2 separate regions of the Triticum aestivum genome follow, and region 2 is linked to region 1. The links are chromatin contacts, called in public Hi-C maps. All regions are on one chromosome and are shown on one strand. Each heading gives the region's core, a stretch centred on a gene start, on an enhancer-like site or on the middle of the called end of the contact. The rest is flanking DNA. Distances are from core to core; before and after follow the strand shown. Region 1 holds the start of LOC123119458 (ubiquitin-conjugating enzyme E2 variant 1C). Region 2 holds the start of LOC123119462 (phosphatidylinositol 3-kinase, root isoform).

Region 1 (2,700 bases), core at 140-2,639:
TCTTTAGGATAGTATCGCATATTGGGCGTGACAGTGTAGCCCTATATGTAGTTTGTTTGAGCTACATTTGATATTAACTAGTCTCAAATGTATTATGTAGGATGTTTGAAAATGGTAAGTACCTTGGCCTTGATGATGCCTATGAAGCGAAGTACCGTGCAAGGCTCGTGGAAAGAGCGCAGATAATTATCTCTATTGTTGGAATATTATTATTGTTTATAAGTTGAAAGGAAGCAGTAAGTTATCCATTCGCTTTTTTAGGTTCCTCCACTTATTCATTTGAGGGGCCACAATCCTAATGAAGCCCGGTATATGGCAGACGATATGAGCCCTATTTCAGAAGATTGGATATTCTCTCATTCACCCTCAACTTTAAAGGCTCACAACCCCTTATGAACTCCATGGCCATTACAACCCTTTTGGACCGTTCGAGGCCGAAAACGTACCCTTTCCACCCGCCCCTTGGCATGATGACAATCACTTTGTAAGATTTTGCGATGATCACTGCCCTTTCGATCGAGGCCAGGGCTCTTACTGGGAAGATGAAGTCTGAGGGGTGGCGACGATGGATGGCAGGATTGATTGGTGTTGAACTTGACCCATGGACTCATGAAACCCAAAAGGATCCTACGCCATCTAGTGTAATGGGCCCGTGGCTACGAGGACATTTTTGGCCGTGCCTGGAGAATGTTGGTGAGGCGACTTTGGTCATGTTTTCAAATGGCACAGGGGACACCGCCTCCTGGATGTACTTGGATGCACTACGTGACTGGACCAGAAGTGGAGTGCCACATGTGACTGGCGAAGATGCGATCGCGGTCAGACATGATCGACTTTGGCACCCCATGCATCTTGACCACCAAATCCAAGAAGTTTGAGAAACTTGTTGCGCGTGTCAGAGAGGAACAAAATGTGTTGTCTTGGTGAAGCGGTCGACCACGACGATGATCATGTTGAAGCCGTCGGACTTGGGCAAACCTTGGACGAAGTCCATAGTGAGGTCGGTCCATGGCTCTTCCGGCACTGGCAAGGATTGGAGGAGGCTTGCTGGTTTGGTGTGCTCGAACTTAGCATGTTGGCAAACAAAGCACCGGCGAACAAAATTGTAAGCACACAGAGCCCACGACACCATATCCTTCGCGCCAGACGTGGCGCGGCGGTGAGGACGACTGTTCTATGCGGCTATGCCGGCTGTGCAGCGGTGACGCCGGCTCCTCCTTCTCGGCATCCAATTTAGACGCCGACTCCACCTTCCCGGCATCATGAGCTCCATTCGCCGCTGTTTTTTTTTTTTTGAGTGGGAACATCGCCGCTCCGCGTACAGGCGCACCCGTGCTGTTCCACAAGCCTGACCTGGACTGGCCCAAGCCCAACCCAGCCCACCTGCACGCGTACTTCATCTCACCCCTCTCCCCGTCGTCTCGCACTGTCGCACCCGTGCACCACCACCACCACCCCACCACCACCAAAGGGGAACGAGCGCCGCCGAGCGAGCACGCCCGCCTCCCCCCACCGGAGCACGCGCGCCACCCCGAAATCCCCTCTCGCATCCGTCGGGCGGTCTCCTCCCCGTGCTCCTCCACTTTTCTGGAATGGCGTCGAGCGGTGACGCAGCCGGAGTTGTCGGTAAGCCCTAGCTCGCCCAAACCTCTCCTGCTACTTTCTCCTCCCAGTCAGCCAGCCGCCAAGCCCCAAATCTCCCCGTATGCGACCGATACGATGCTCCAATCCGTCCAATCAGTCGCGGATTTGCTCTCTGGTGCCGTGGATCCGTTCCCGTCCATACATCCATGGTTCGAATCTGGTCTTCTCCGGCTCGTCCGTGGGGGGAGAGGTCACCCCCCTGCTCAAGTGCGTGTGTTAGGGTCTGGACTACTGCTGCGAATGACAGTTTCTTAAATTTAGCAAAAACTGGGGTTCAGCTCAGCTCAGTTCATTCAATTCCCGGGACTCGTGTTTAGGTCGTCGCGTTCATGCTTCATGGTAGTGTAAGTTACTGAAGAATTTAGGAAGAATTGATGAGCTGGCATCCGTTGCCGCCTGCCTTCCAGCGACGTCTTGGCTGCAGGGCCCTGGCACATTAGGCAACAGATAATGTTCCGATGGCGAGGCAACTACGAGGAAGTGGTCTTTCGTAGGTTGCGGTACGATATGGTGCAGGAAGCACTGCACCTGAGCCATACTGTTGCCCCCATGTCACTAGCATGACGACGCTGTGTTGCTTGTTTGAATGAAGATACCATGAAACTGGAGTCCATAGCTGTTGGTAATCTGTATGATCTATGATGGAGTAGGAATCGTCAAATTTTATCTATCCAGAAGATAGGATGAATGTAACGAATTTGCTGCTGGTGCCGGTATTTTAGTAAAATGCATTACATGGACTAGCTTTGTGCAGAGTGGTGGTAGATAGGGCACTATCATAGGGATGCAAGCAGCGAGCCACTTATCCTGCAAAACTCGGCAATAGTTCGCCGCTCACCACAAAATTGACACTAGCATGTATACTATGATACTGGCTGTGAACACGGCCCACTTACATCCTTAGACTATCAGCTCTTCATCTAGTCCAGAGGATTGCTACAGCTGAATACTTGGGGTTAATGTGTTCCCCATCTATGCTTATTTGTTGTCATGACATAAAATAGTTTGTTGGCAGCTGGTCACTTTGTTCTGGGAAATTCACTATGCCAGTCTGCA
Region 2 (2,700 bases), core at 113-2,612, 160 kb after region 1:
GCAATCCTAGCCCAACATGGCAATATCCAGCATAAAAGCCTAACAAGCTGTCAATTTTACTTTATTATCTAATTAAACTTAGGAATAATTATGCATTATAGTAGAATTTATTCATAAACTTGTCCATCATTGACTTGTTGTATATTGCAACTTGATTATTTTGTGTCACTTAGCTATTCACTTATTTTCTTTAAATAATATATCACTATTATTCGTACCTGTTTCGAATCAAGTAAGCATCTGATATATATTTGTATATTGGAGCAACATTCGATCCGCATATGTATTCGTATTCGTATTTGTTTAGGAAATATTCTATAACACTAAGCTCCCTAGTTTTAAAGAGCCCACATTCAATTGAGGTCTTCAATTAGAATTGGGTCACCTGATTTTTGGCCGGGTCAACAATTTCTCAAAGCTCTCTCATTCAATTTTTTAACATTATACAATATGCTTCCTAATTTTTATGGCCTCACAATTAATTGAAGCATTCAATTTAGAATTGGGTCAACCAATTTTGACCGGGTTAACTCTTTCTCAAGCCCTCATATTCAATTCTTTTAATTCACTATGTTCGCTAATTTTGAAGCTCTTTCATTCAATTGACGTATTCAATTTTGGATTTGGTTTACGATTTTGAATGGGACAACGATTTTGCAAATCAATCAGCAACAACCGTTCTATAAAAACATATCAATCCCGTGCACCCTCCCACCACCTAGAAAAAAGAAGCACCACCATGTGATATTGTAGAACCAATATAGTAGTACATGTGACCACTGATACGGAAAATACTAACACAAACATGTTATGGAAGATACCCGGATATATTTGAAAAATACAAACACAAACATGGTACGGAACTTTAACACAAATATGAACATGGAAGTGGATATGTCTGTATCCCGATAAAATTTCACGAGCTAATTTAAGCAATTCTAGTTCAATATGCCAATATCCAACATAATAGCCTAACAAGTTGTCAATTTTACTTTATTATCTGATTAAACTTAGGAATAGTTATGCATTATAGTAGAATTTATTCATAAACCTGTCCATCATTGACTTGTTGTATATTGCAATTTGATTATTTTGTGTCACATAGCTATTGACTTATTTTCTTTAAATGATATATCGCTATTATTCATATCCTTTTCGAATCAAGTAAACATCCGATACATATTCATATATTGGAGTAACATTCGATACGCATACGTATTCGTATTCGTATTTGTTTAGAAAAAAATATGAAAAGTGAAGTGGCGAGCCAATCAAGGCCGCTTCTGGGCTATTGTACTTTCGTGCGGACTGATTACGGCAGGCCCGGCCCGCCCCAGGAGTCCTCTGTCCCCTCCATCATCTCCGTCTACAACACTTCTCCGTCCGTCTCCTTCTCCGCCCGCACGCCACCTCCTCGCCGCGTTCCCCCCGAAAAAAAAGAAAACCTCCTCGCCGGCCGGACCTCTCCGTGCCCCTCGATTTCCCACCTCCGCTCGCCGGCCGTCCATGGCGGCGGCGGCCGTCGGCATCAGCAGGACCAGCGCGGCGGGGGCGGGAAGCACCAACAGCAGCGAGTTCCGCTTCTTCCTGTCCTGCGACATCAGCCTCCCCCTCACCTTCCGCGTCCTCCAGGCCCCCATCCCGCCCCCCGCTCAAGGCGCTCACTCGCACTCCCTCCCCTGCCCCCTCTCCCCTCATCCCCAAATCTCTCTTGTGTTCACTTCTGACCTTTCTTCTCTGCTTCCTGGCAGATGGTCTCGACAAGAAGGTCTCGGAGCTCTTCGTCGAGTGCAAGCTCTACATCGACGGCATCCAGTTCGGCCTTCCCGTCAACACAAGGTACTCTCGCTCTGTCCCGTCTCTCCTATGATTTGTATGTACTTGACTAGATGATCTCCAGAAACCCGTGGATGAATAAAATTTGTTAAATGTGAAGTTGGAATCTAAGATAAATTCTCCTGGAATAAATTTGGTAAACTGAAATAGCCAAGGCCCGTAAAATAGCCAAGGTGTTCAGAAAGCACAAATGAAAAATCAGTATGCTATGCCTAGATAGCACAGCTGAAGACAGCCGTGTTGAAGTAAATGGAACGGGGAATAATTTTACTTTTGCCTAATTATGATGCAAGCTCATTAAGCAAAACTTGGACGATTCCATCTGTCAGTAATGGGAAGTGTTGATTCAGAACAGCACAATTTGGAAGCTGCAAATTCAATCTTTTAAGCTAAAAAATTCGCACGAAAAAAGTTCTTTTAATCTAAAAAGGGAGTTAATAAAAGATTTACTGGGAAGTGACAAAAGCATTGGAGCGATTGCACACTGAAGCGTGCTAAAAGTACATCTAGAGGTCACTCAGGAGAGAATTTCACACCTTAAATTTTTTAATTAACTTGTGATTTCTCCTTCCTAGATGTAGGCATAAAAAACATAAGGTAATTATGTGAGGATGGATAAATGAATAAATTTCAGGCAATAAAAAGTGTTTCAATAATGGTGAGCAGTAAGCATATTTAGTAAAAACAATTAAAAGGATTTGGAATGGCATACATTTCATACAGTATTGAAGAGGACAGCAGCCAGCAGGTTAGGTTACTGTTGTACTGTAGCAACCCAGAAACTACAGATCTAATATGATATCGTCATTATTCCGTTACTTACCAACCAGAAGTATGCAATTACCTCTTATTCACATCGCCACC

Evidence for each region. A called contact is a pair of places that touch in the nucleus more often than the background predicts.
Region 2: a contact with region 1 is called in a Hi-C map of leaf, with 9 times the contacts expected there. The contact joins the promoter of LOC123119462 here to the promoter of LOC123119458 in region 1. A contact is called at or near these places in 3 of 5 Hi-C or Micro-C datasets (leaf and an unstated tissue).

The regions. Positions count from the first base shown.
Region 1 is chr5D:61,088,793-61,091,492 of IWGSC CS RefSeq v2.1, forward strand. It overlaps LOC123119458 (ubiquitin-conjugating enzyme E2 variant 1C), which reads left to right and starts at 1,390. Exons shown (of 4, transcript XM_044539264.1): 1 at 1,390-1,626. The coding sequence starts at 1,593.
Region 2 is chr5D:61,248,892-61,251,591 of IWGSC CS RefSeq v2.1, forward strand. LOC123119462 (phosphatidylinositol 3-kinase, root isoform) reads left to right here and starts at 1,363. Exons shown (of 18, transcript XM_044539267.1): 1 at 1,363-1,657; 2 at 1,752-1,839. The coding sequence starts at 1,507.